Regions from separate parts of the Anser cygnoides genome. Here region 1 is linked to region 2. A link is a contact called in public Hi-C data. All regions are on one chromosome and are shown on one strand. Each heading gives the region's core, a stretch centred on a gene start, on an enhancer-like site or on the middle of the called end of the contact. The rest is flanking DNA. Distances are from core to core; before and after follow the strand shown. Region 1 holds the start of MYO5B (myosin VB). Region 2 holds the start of RPL17 (ribosomal protein L17).

Region 1 (5,742 bases), core at 902-3,401, 210 kb before region 2:
CTGGAAGCTCTGGCAGGAGGGATTAAAAGGAAGCACGACCGGAGGAACTGGAGACGGTCTGGAGTGTGATCAGTGAGGAAACCCCGGGGGAATTCAGAACCGGGGAGGAATTGTGGGCTTCTTGAGTCCCTGCCTGGGAAACCCAAAGCATCTGCAGGGCTTTTGATCGTGTAAAAGGAAGGGAACTGGTGTGCTCAAGTGCTGGCCCACGCGGCTGCCACAGTACCACACAAAAGGAATAAGAAACCACTGTAAGAAAGGCTTCATCTTTTATGAGGGGCGGGGACGGCTTTGGTTGACTTAAAAATCATTAATTTTTTCTCTTGGAGAAAGAAGTGAAAGGTTTCTTTTGTACGACGAGGCAATTATTCATCAGCCGATATCAATCAACCTCTTGTACTTCCTCTAAGAGCAAAAAAAAAAAAAAAAAAAAAAGGCGCCCTACTGTCCTCGCCTGGGTTTTCCCTCCTGGCACAAAAAGGCGCCAGTTAAAACCCCCCGAAATCCACGCGAGAAAATCCCGTTCGCCGAGTTTGCCACGTGGTGCTGCCCTACCCGCCCCTCGCTGAGCATAAAATGTGTTTTGCTTTTTTTTTTCTTGTAAAGTTCTCAGGCTGCTCCTTAGCGAGAGGTTTCAGAAAGGAGAATTCCTCTTCAGCGCCTTTGACGGAGTTCGTGCTTTCCTACAGGCTCTGGATTAAAAGCTGGCAGGGGATAGAAAGGACCAGAATGTCTCCCGGGATCTACTCTTTACAGAACTTACAACATTTTTTTGGCTGCGTTGCTGCCCAACGGGAACTTGGCCGCCCAAAAAGTCCCCACAACATCCCCTGTTGCTTCAGGGCTTGTACAGATAGTTACAAGGGATTTTTACCGTTTTGTTAGGACAAATCTATTAAAGTGACTGCCCTGACCCGATAAAGGCACTGACAATGCCAGTCACATTACAAAAGGGGGTGGCTCCTGCTAGAACAGAAAAAACCCCCCAAACTGTTTACACGACCTAGGAGCAGGCAGTTACAACACTCCCTCAGGGATCCAAGCCAGCAAATAAAGGACAGAATATATGCCATATATATCCTATATACGTTCCCCCCATGGGGAAACCCTGGAGAATGCAGTGACCAGGATCCCCTTTGCACCTTAGCTCCTGTGACAATCTGATTTCTCATCAAATGTTAATGTAAAATAAGAATAAAATCACAATCTATCCGTGCCTTAACGCTAAAATTAGGAATAAATCTTTTTTTACAAGCGGTGGAGGGACTTAAAGAAAGAATTAATAGTGGGATTGGCGGATCCACAGCTCCATTGTTTAATTCATATTTTAAACGTGAAATACTGCACATTTCTTTACTGTATTATACATAAAATTGGCTCATGTTGTGGTGTAAATGACGACTAAGGCAACATCTCCCATTAACTTTTCCCACAGATATTAATCAAAACTACAGCCTGCCAAGAAACTCAGCCCTCTCAGCACGTAAATAGGGGTTTTCACCTCAGGGAAAAAAAAAAAAAACACTGTTCACTGAAGTTGTTTCTCTTTCCCAAACACCTCCAGGAGTCAGTCAGAATAGGATGACAGAGTAAATCTCTACTGAAACAAACTCTGAAGATTCCAGTTGTTTGAGCACTGCAGCAGTGGTATGACATATACTGGAGTGTGTGAGTGCTCCCTATCATACAGCTGTGTTTGACAGTGCAGAATTAACATCACTAAGACCTGATATACGCACAGCACACATATTTCAGTAGGATAAAAACACGCGTTAAACCCTTCTGCCTTCGGATTACGTTTTCCAACTCGTTATCAGCCCAGTCCTGATTATCCGAAGGGAAACGAAGCTCTTGGCGCTGTCTCTGCCCCGCGGCTTCCAAGCGAACTCACTGTGGGCAACGAACCTGAAGCGACCGCAGCTCCTGAGGCGCTGCTGGGAGCCGCGCACCAGCCCCAACCCCTCTCAGGAGCCGCGGGAGGGCGCGGGGAGCCGCATTCCCGCGCAGCAGCCCCAACCCGCGACGCGTTGTGGCGATATCGCGACGTGACGACAGGACAACGCCCCCACCCCCGGCCGCCATTTTGTGCCCCCTCAGGCGGCGCGGGCGCACTGCGCATGCGCGGCCCCTCCCCCCGGCCGGGCTCCCGCCCGCTCTGAGCGTCCCTTGCGTCGTGAGGTCACTTCCGCTTCGCCATGGCAACGGCAGAGGCGGCGGCCGCCATGACGGCGCGGAGGGGCCCGGGGTGGCGGCGGGAGGTGCTGGGGCCCGGCCCGCACTCCGTGACGCTGGTGAGCGGCCGGGAGCCGCCACCGGGGGCTGGAGACCCCAAGGGGGCCCCTCTTGGCGTGGGGCTGGCCGCGGGGCCAGCAGGCGGTGAGGCCAAGCCCGGGCTGGGGGCGTGTGGCCGGGTCGGGGCTGGGGGTAAGGCCGTCAGGGTGGTCCCGCTGAGGTGGACAGGTTGAGATTTAAGGTATGAGGTGGATAAACAGGCAAGTTGTAGCTCCTCCAGGCCTTTCGTGCTGCTCTTGTGGCGGTTTTCGGCTGAATGTGAGCCAGCAGTGTGCTCAGGTGGCCGAGAAGGCCAACAGCATCCTGGCTTGTATCAGAAACAGTGCGGCCAGCAGGGCTAGGGAAGTGATTGTCCCCCTGCACTCGGCTCTGGTGAGGCCGCACCTCGAGTACTGTGTTCAGTTTTGGGCCCCTAGCTACAGGAAGGACATGGAGGTGCTTGAGAGAGTCCAGAGAAGGGCGACAAAGCTGGTGAGGGGTCTGGAGAACAAGTCTTAAGAGGAGCGGCTGAGGGAGCTGGGATTGTTCAGCCTGGAGAAGAGGAGGCTCAGGGGTGACCTCATCGCTCTCTATAGGTACCTTAAAGGAGGCTGTAGCGAGGTAGGGGTTGGTCTATTCTCCCACGTGCCTGGTGACAGGACGAGGGGGAATGGGCTAAAGCTGCGCCGGGGGAGGTTTAGGTTGGATATCAGGAAGAACTTCTTTACTGAAAGGGTTGTTAGGCATTGGAATGGGCTGCCCAGGGAAGTGGTTGAGTCACCATCCCTGGAGGTCTTTAAGAGACGTTTAGATGTAGAGCTTAGTGAGATGGTTTAGGGGAGGACTTGTTAGTGTTAGGTCTGAGGTTGGACTTGGTGATCTTGGAGGTCTCTTCCAACCTAGACGATTCTGTGATTCTGTGTTTTGGGCTCTGTGTTACCCTTGGTTACCATAAACCCTTATGGACTCGGTCCCCAACTCGATTAAAAAAAAGAATAATTGTAATTTCATCAGACATTCTTTCTGTTGCAGAGAGCCAAGCCCCCTAAAGAACGAAGACGTGAAAATTTTGCCTTGGCCCGCAGAGAGAAAGAACAGGAGCTCCTGGAATACGCCGCTCTCCTAAAGCTCTACAGGCAGTGTCGCAGCGTCCACGAGTGGCAGCAACGCAACGAGCAGAAATGGCTGCACGGAGCTGTGCGGAGAAAGGTTGAGGCGGCGATGCAGGAGTATCAGGCAGGGACTGATGACAGAAGAGAGAGGTAGCAAGCAAGGAGCTAAAATCAATGTCTGCCCTGCTATTTTCCACTTCACCGCGTGCTTAGGGGAGCGATTGTGGGGGAAAAATACTCAGTAGAGCTCGGCTCTGTGCCTCCCCCCCGGCATTACGGCATGGCCTTCGTTATTCCTTGGACTGGAAAGCGTGGGCGTGCTTATTTGTCAGGCAGGCAGCAACGCAGAGCAAAGAGGAGCTTTTGGGCCCTTGTTACCAGTACAATTCACAACAACAAAAAGCTAAAAACCGGAACCACAACAGAATTGGGCTGTGCTGACCTTAGAAAAAAAAAAAAAAAAACGTTTTCTCAGTTGTTCTTTTTATAGTAAGCGGCTTTGCAGCTGTGAACTGGAAGGAACTCGCTGGGATCTTCTGGCCCTGCTCAGCAGGGCCACCTAGCGCAGGCTGCTCAGCGCCGCGTCCTGTCGGGTTTTGGGTATCTCCAGACACGGAGCGTCCACAGAATTTCTGGGCAGCCTGGTCTGCGTGTGGCCACCCTCACGAGAAAAACCTGTTCCTTTGTGGACAGGTGGAATTTCACGTTTTATTTTCTCTTGTCCTGCCACTGGGCACTCCGAAGAGCCTCCCTCTTTTTTGTGGGAGATTCGTACACAGTTGATGAGCTCCCCCTGGGGCCTTCTTCTCTGGGCTGAACGCTCCCAGCTCCCTCAGCCTCCCCTCAAACAAAGACCCCTCCGTTCCCTTCATCATCTCTGTGTTCGCTGGCTTCTGTTCAGCTCCTTCATCACCCCCAGTAAGCCCCAGCGTGCCCCCAGGTGCAGGATTTTGCCTTCCCAGTGTTAAATTTCACCAGGCTTGGTGCCGAGCTGCCAAAGATCCCCCTGCCACCTTTACAGGGACGCATAAATTGTGAGGGGAAGAGTGCAGTCCGTTACTTAATCGTTCAACAGATAAGTCGTTCTGGTTTTTATTGAAGCGTTTCCTTCGTTTCAGGCTTCGCGAGCTTCTGGAGGCAGAGGAAAATAAGTACTTTGCTGAGATGGAATCGTCTGAAGAAACTCTGCTGGAGAAGCAAGCGAAAATGAGGGAGCGAGCAAAATTATTGAGAGAGGAGAGGGAGAAAGAAAGGCAGCAGCTGGTGGCTGAAAAACGGGAGCAGCAGTTCAGGTAGGTCCGGAACGATATAAAATAGAGTTTGGGGGAGGAAATACTAAACAGCAACATAACAAGAAGGTGACGAAGTGCAGAAATCCTTGTCCAGTGTGGGCATCCCCACGCTCCCGCCCCCCGCCAAATCATGGAGGGTTTATTTGGCCTAAATCATGCTTATTAAGCTCACGTATGGAAAGTCCTTGAGCAGTTGGGATTGCCCAAGGTGGCTGTTTTTATTTATTGCCCCCTTCTCAAGGACACCGGCAAGCTGAAGTTGTAGCGCAACCTGAAATCCCCTGCCCAGCCTTCCTGGATGCCAAGTTTGGCAGCGACCTTGGAAGCTCGTTAAGGTTTGCAGGTGCTCCTCAGGTCCCGAGGCCTTGGCATCACACCTGGCTCGTTCAGCTCTTGGCAATCCGGTTCCCTGAGGAAGGGATGAAAATGATGTTAATGCAATCCTGCCCTTTCCCTCTGCGAAACCGAACGTTGAACCCGGTGGGAAAGGCGTGGAGTGTTTCACCGGGGGCTTGAGCAGTCTTTTGTCTGCCACTCATCGGTGTCTTTAAGAAAAAAACAACCTGCAACGTCTTAAAACTCGCATAAAACCTCAATCGCCTCCTTTTTCTTGCGGTAACATCAGGAGCATTCGCGCAGAGGACGTTGCTATCGCAGCGACTGGACGCGGCGGCCGTAAAACGAAGAAATAACCGGGAGGGGCGGGGAATAAACGCGCTTTCTGTCTTCAGGAAGCGGCTCCGCGCAGGCACAATTTGAACGTTAAGAAGCTTAGGGTAGCAAAGCGAGGAAGAAAAGCAGCCGTCTGGGAGAGCAGATGTTTATACGTCGCTCGAAAAGCCGCTCAGAAGGAATTTATTTTGATGAAATCAAGCAAAATGAATTTATATTAAAATTCGAACCGTGCCAAGCTTTTATGGAACTTCTCTTCTCCGAGAACTCAGTTAAATTCAGATTAGTTCATAAACGTGGAGAAGAAGAAGTAATAAACATGGAGAAGAAGAAGTAATTCTTTATTCTTTCACTGCTGGGAGAACTTTGAAGCCATTGCGTTAAGGTAACACAGG
Region 2 (6,160 bases), core at 3,288-5,787:
GCAAGCAACCCGTTCGCATGCGATTTTTTGCGAACGGCGGTTCTTATCCCCGCGTAACCCTCGGGCTCCGCAAGCTGCGGCTGTAAGATAAACGCCAAGAGAGCTACGGCAAGTCTGAGGAATTAGCTTCCTTTCCTGTGTGAGGAGCGGGTCAGAAATCCCTCCTGTAGCACAGCAGGCACGTGGTGGGTTTTTGAGAGCCAGAGTTCAGCTCGGCCAACGAGCCCCGCCGGAGCTATCCGTCAGAGGGATTTTAGCGCAGCCCCTCCTGGGCTGAAATCAGTAATTTAGGAACTGCTGCCCCCATGCAGGCTGCGTGCTGCTCAGGAGAAAACCCGCAGCACGAAGGGTGGGAACATCTTTGCCCCAGAAGAGCCTCGCGGTTAGGACGTGGCTTTGAATCCTCTCAAGGGAAGGAAAGCAAAAGTGGGTCTCGCGTCCCGGGAGCACGCCGTGGCCACCACGCCACCGCCTTCCCAGGAGGATGTGACCACCAGGAGCTCCCAAACGTGAAGGAGCTGAACAGTTGGATCTTTATTTCGACGTCTGCTGAGCGAAGTCGGGCGTACGCAGCGCAACGCTGAGTCACCAGGGCTGGGCGGTACGGGCAGGAGAGCCAAGAGGGATGGCACCAGGGGAGTTTAAGGCTAAATCCTACAGAGTTTGGATTCCAGGAGGATCAGGAGACAGCTGCCCCTCATGCAGGAGTTTCAAGGAACACGATTTTGGACTTAGGTGCCAAAACCTTTCTGCTTAGGATCCAAAAGCTCTCTCTGAGGACACGCGCTCAGCTGCCTCAGTCCTGATCTCAGCGCTAGCTATCTGCTAGGCTGCCTCTGTGAGCAGCTGTCAACCTCCCGACGAAGAAGAAAGCATGCACCTCATTTCCTGATGCCCCTTGCCGAGGTTCCTACCTCTGCGCTGCCACCGCCGCAAGCCCTCAGCAGCCCCGATCGTGAACAGTTACATCCTGGGGAAACAGAAAGCGTAAGTGACAGAAAACGTGCCCTGTTTGCTTTGGATTCGATCGATGAATGACCCCGGGATGATTCCCGTCATGCGCCAGCTGCTTATTTTTCTCATCTCCCTTCCGGCTTTCTCTGGGTGGCCCATTGCTCCTGCGCTCTGCTGCTGAGAAGCTGCCTGTAAAGGTGCTTCCCATGGAAATGCTGGTTTCCTTCCCCATGGAGAGCAGAAGTAATGACGGAGGAGAGTTGCACTCGTGCCGGCTGTGAGCGGAGATTCCCACAGGATGGCGGGGAAGGCCCTGGCAGTGCTTGAGGACCTCACTTTTTGCTAGTTTTTGTTTATCACATCTGGACACTTAGTGCTCCTGGAAACACTACCATTTTTCTTCCACAGAAAAGGAAACCGAGACACTAAGGAAGTGTCGAAACTCGTCTCTGAGATGTCTTCTTCCATTTTTATTGTTCCTCAAAGTCATGAGTCTGTTTTTCTCTAGTAATACTTGGCTTAGAAAGGCTGTCGCGTGTGTATTTGGACAATGCTGATCTTCCTTCACATCGCCACTGCGCTGAGGTTGGTGTGTGTACTGACCTGCTGCGTGGCTTCTAAATGGGCTTCTAAATCTTTGTCTTCACAGGAATCTCACACATAAACCGAAGAAATAATATCTGCCCATACCCCAGCAGTGCTGCGAGGTTCCCAGCTTTGAGGTCGGTGCTTACCAAGTTACTCGGAGACGTTGCAGCTGTAAGAGAAGATGCAGGAAGCATCTCCTCGACAGCAAAGTAAAACGAACCTTTTAAGGCAGGTGAACGGGGAACTGCAGTTAAAATTACAGCTCTACGTTTCCCATCCGTGTAAATATTTGTGATAGTTCAAATATTTTCCGCATCCCATCTGGGCGAAATCCTAGCCTCAAAGCTTTGGAGTTTATTAGCGCTAAAGAAGAGATCTGAAAATATCCCAGTGGTCTGAGCATTCACATGGGCAGTAGGCTCTTGCTCTGCCTGCTTAATCTAAACAGCGTTTAACCCGGACCTCTCTCACACCAGGGAGGTGCCTGGACAGCAGATCGATGTTTTTTTCCCTTCTTCCATCAAACTTTTCTTACTAAGCATTTTGCTGTAGCTGGGTACCGCTTTCAGGAGATGTTTTCGTTTCACTGAAAAGCGGTTTGGTCAACTTCCCGAGCAGTTCTAGTTTCAAACACAACCTAAAATAAGAAACACATTTTCTATTAACACATAAAGGTTCGATTTAAAAAATATATATTTTACTTTTTTATAATGCTGCTGTAAATACCAGTTGTGATTCATAAATATGAGTCTTAATCTCTTTTTTTTTTTTTCTTTTATGCTATGTGGTGTCCCTGCTCTCTATTCTCATCCTAGCCTGCCATCTAGCTGCAGCACTTAGACTTGCTTCAGCCTCACCGAATTGATCTACCAACCCTGGCCTTAGCCTGAGGGTTAGAAAAATCGGTTTGACTGTGTCTTTCTTTGCTCAGCTGACCAGGCTTTGCTTTCCTGAATAAAACAGATGTCTTCCCTGCTTAGCAAGGAACCTGCCAGGGCAATTTTGTAATTCCTTCAGTCGCAAATCTGGTGCGAATGTAGTGATGTAAACAATCGATGTGGCCTAATTAGCCATTGGGTTTAATCACACCTTGCATTTAAGAGATGTCTTTGGCAACAAATCTACTTGGAGACAGTCTCCACTATGTGGTGGCCTCTGCAAGGCCCAGCCTAGACCGCAAAGACTCTCCAGTCCACCTGTGTTAACCGAGTAAAGAAACAAAAGCCACTTGTTGGCCAGCATGGCTCGAGCGCCAAACCCTACAACAGAGGCAGTTAACCCCATGGCATGAAGGTGAATGTGGTGCCTCTCGCCCCTAAATATAACGCTGAGGTGATGAGTGAAACTCAAGATCCTCCATTTTACCTCCTGCACTGCCTCTCCATGCGTCCCATCTCGCCCTCTTCTTGTTGTCCTGCTTATGGGGCAAAGGCACTGGCAGGAGGTAGCAGAAGCTCCCAGAAGTGAAAGAGGGTTAAGGACAGTAGGAATTACCCAAACATGGTACAGGCGGACCGAGGGGATTTAGCCCCTGCCCTGAAAATGAGCCTTTCATTTTAACACCCGCTGATTTTGGGTGCTGAGCCCAGCTGAGGCACTGCTCTCCATGCCCCTTCCCTGGGGCAAGTTTGTTCTCTCTCTCTGTTCGCCGGTAGGTGATTTTACAAGGGGTGGGACAAGCCCGCCATGGCCAGGGCACGGAGTGCAGGGGCCACCTCCCTGTCACCCTCAGGTGCAGCACCTGGGTTGCCCTGAAGCACCTCAGGGCGCTGGGCCTGGCGCCATTTTGTGGAACCGTGCTTCCAGCCGGGGGCAGCCCGTAACAGGTCCATGCCTGGGTGCACGTACCCACATAGACACGGGCACGATCATTTATGCACAGAAACATTTTATTTTTACATCTCAGGCTAAGACATGGGGCTGTGCAGCCACGAGTGGCCCTTGGGTGTCACTTGCCCCACAATAGGCAAAGGACCTGCACGCTTCCTGAAACAGGGCAACCCTGGGTGTAGAATCCTAGGATCATTAGGGTTGGAAAAGACCTCCAAGAACATCTGGTCCAACCATCACCCTACTACTAATGTCACCCACTGAACCATGTCCCTAAGCACCACGTCCAACCTCTCCTTGAACACCCCCAGGGATGGTGACGCCACCACCTCCCTGGGCAACCCGTCCCAACGCCTGACTACTCTTTCTGACAGAAATGTCTCCTCATTTCCAACCCGAACCTCCCCTGGCGCAACTTGAGGCCATTCCCTCTGGTCCTATCGCTAGTTTTGGGTGAGAAGAGGCCGACCCCTTCCTTTCAGGTAGCTGCACAGAGCAATAAGGTCTGCCCTGAGCCTCCTCCTCTTCTCCAGACCAAACAACCCCAGGTCCCTCAGCTGCTCCTCACAGGACTTGTGCTCCAGACCCTTCACCAGCTTCACAGCCCTTCTCTGGACATGCTTCAGGACCTCAATGTCCTTATTGTACTGAGGGGCCCAAATATGTACAATTTGGCTTTACTTCCCCCCCCCCCCCTTTTTTTGGCTAACCATTACTTTCTCCCCCTTTTTTTTCTTCCCTTCTTCTGTCATGACTAGAGGGCCCGTGATTTTTTGTTTTTACTGATTTCACACCGCTCGTCCTGTTTTTCTCAGCTATCCTCCTTTTTGTGGGACAGTGGGACCTCCCCTTTAACTGCTTAACACCCTCCCCACTGTTATGCCCGCACGATCGCTTCTGGATATGCGCGAAGGGCGGAATTTTTCAGCGCAAAACCACGACTTGAACCCTCACAGCTGGGGCAGGGGAGGGTCAGGCTGGGCGCCAGGGCGAGGCTCTGCACCCAGAGGTGCCCGGGCACTGGGCCAGGCTCCCCAGGGAGCTCAAGCAGCGTTTGGACACCGCTCTCAGACCCAGGGTCTGGTTTTTGGGTGGCGCGGAGCCCTGTCGCGACAAAGCCCATGCCCACGATAGACCTGCGAGACCCCGCGCGTTGTCTCGCGAGAGCGGCCCCGCGGCCCTCCCCGCCCCCCGCCAGGCGCCGCCCTTCCTCTTCCCCGCCGCCGCCCTGAGGTGAGGACGCCGTGGGCTCGTCATCCGCCGCCATCCGCCTCCATCCGGCCCCGTCCCGGCCACGGGCAGCCCGGGGAGGCCATGAGGGGCCGCGGGGGCGCCTCGGCCCGCTGGCTGCCATCGGCGTTTGCGGCGCTGGCGCCGCAGATGGCGGAGCGCGGAGGTGCCGGGGCTGTGAGGGGGGAGCGGGCCGTGAGGCTGCGGGGCGGGGGGGGGGGGGGGAAGGGGGGGACACGTTTGGATTTAATTGTGGAAAGAAAATCTATCTCTGAGGGGCTTTGTCAGCTAGCCGTCGGTTGTGAGGAAAGCGGTCTGTTTTCTGCTTGTCTGTGTTAGAAACCCAGTATGATTTCTCTCCCTGCTTCCCCGCAGTTGAGCTCCCAAAATGGTCCGCTACTCGCTGGATCCGGAGAACCCCACGAAGTGTGAGTTGTTCTCTGATCTCTTGTTGCCGTATTACTCCCTGAAATCGTTCGCTTTTTCACTTCAGAAGTTGGTCTCTTCTCTCCGCAGCATGCAAGTCCAGGGGCTCCAACCTGCGAGTGCACTTCAAGGTACGTGGCCTGCGCGTGGTGGGAAACCCAAGCTGGGTTTTGGAAGGAGATGACCTTTATTTTCCCGTGTTATTCTGTAGTTTATGAAGTGGGGTGGTGTAGGTTACGGCCTGCGTGTGCTCAAGCTGCTCATAATGACCTTTATCCGCAGGAACAGGAAAATAAGGTGGTCTTGTCTTAGTTTGCTGCCTAATAGAGCTAATAGAAAAGGAAAGAGGTAGTTGGAGGGAAGTTAGCAGGAGGAATTAAGACTAGAACTAGGGATTTGTTTCCTTTTTCTCACTGCCTGCTTCGATGTTGGGAAGGATCTCCCTGCTAATCCTGTCATTTTAGTGGTCGAGAAGTATGGCAGCAAGCGTTCGGCATGAATAGTGATACGGGTTCATACGTTGCTCTGGAAAACCCCTAGGTGCAGCAGTGAATATAAGAGTAATTTGGGTTAATCATGGAAACGAAGCTGAGAACATGCTTTTCTGCTGAACGTTAGATAGTGCAGGTGAAAAGAGCTTTCATTTAATTTGGTTTGTTCTTCTATTGTAATCGTATATTAAGTGCAAAAATTAAGAAGTAACTTAAGCACCAATAACTTATCGTTGATTTTTCTTGTTGATGCTTTTCATTCCCTCTTTTTTTAATCCCTTTACACAGACATTAAATTTTGTAGCTTGTTTGTATAGCTTGTGTTTACCTGTGAGGTGCCATATTGGATATCTTGACAGGAATTTAATCATTCAGGCTTCCGCTTTTTGGGTTAGTGGCCAAAGAGGGAGCTATGATAAGTGTAAATCCTCAATTTTAGATTTGCTGGTTGGAAAGCTCTGGGTGAAAAAAAACAATAAAGGCATCACAGAGCTGTGAACTCAGTAATGGGGGTCGGACTAAGAATTGTAGGTAGCAAAAAAAAAAAAGTTGCTGATTGTACTTTTTTTGGTGGCTTCTTTTGAACTGAGCTTGTAGTAAAAAAGAGTATGATTGCCTCTTTCCTTGGAGAAAGGAGAAGA

What was found. Hi-C and Micro-C count contacts between places; a contact is called where the count stands out from the background.
Region 1: a Hi-C map of granulosa cells shows a contact between it and region 2, with 2.4 times the contacts expected there. The contact joins the promoter of MYO5B here to the promoter of RPL17 in region 2. A contact is called at or near these places in 3 of 7 Hi-C or Micro-C datasets (granulosa cells and liver).

Annotation. Positions count from the first base shown.
Region 1 is chrZ:59,912,600-59,918,341 of Taihu_goose_T2T_genome, reverse strand. It overlaps MYO5B (myosin VB), which reads left to right and starts at 2,151. Exons shown (of 43, transcript XM_066989141.1): 1 at 2,151-2,291; 2 at 3,304-3,533; 3 at 4,502-4,675. The coding sequence starts at 2,196.
Region 2 is chrZ:59,702,145-59,708,304 of Taihu_goose_T2T_genome, reverse strand. It overlaps RPL17 (ribosomal protein L17), which reads left to right and starts at 4,537. Exons shown (of 7, transcript XM_048079765.2): 1 at 4,537-4,605; 2 at 4,978-5,030; 3 at 5,119-5,159. The coding sequence starts at 4,991.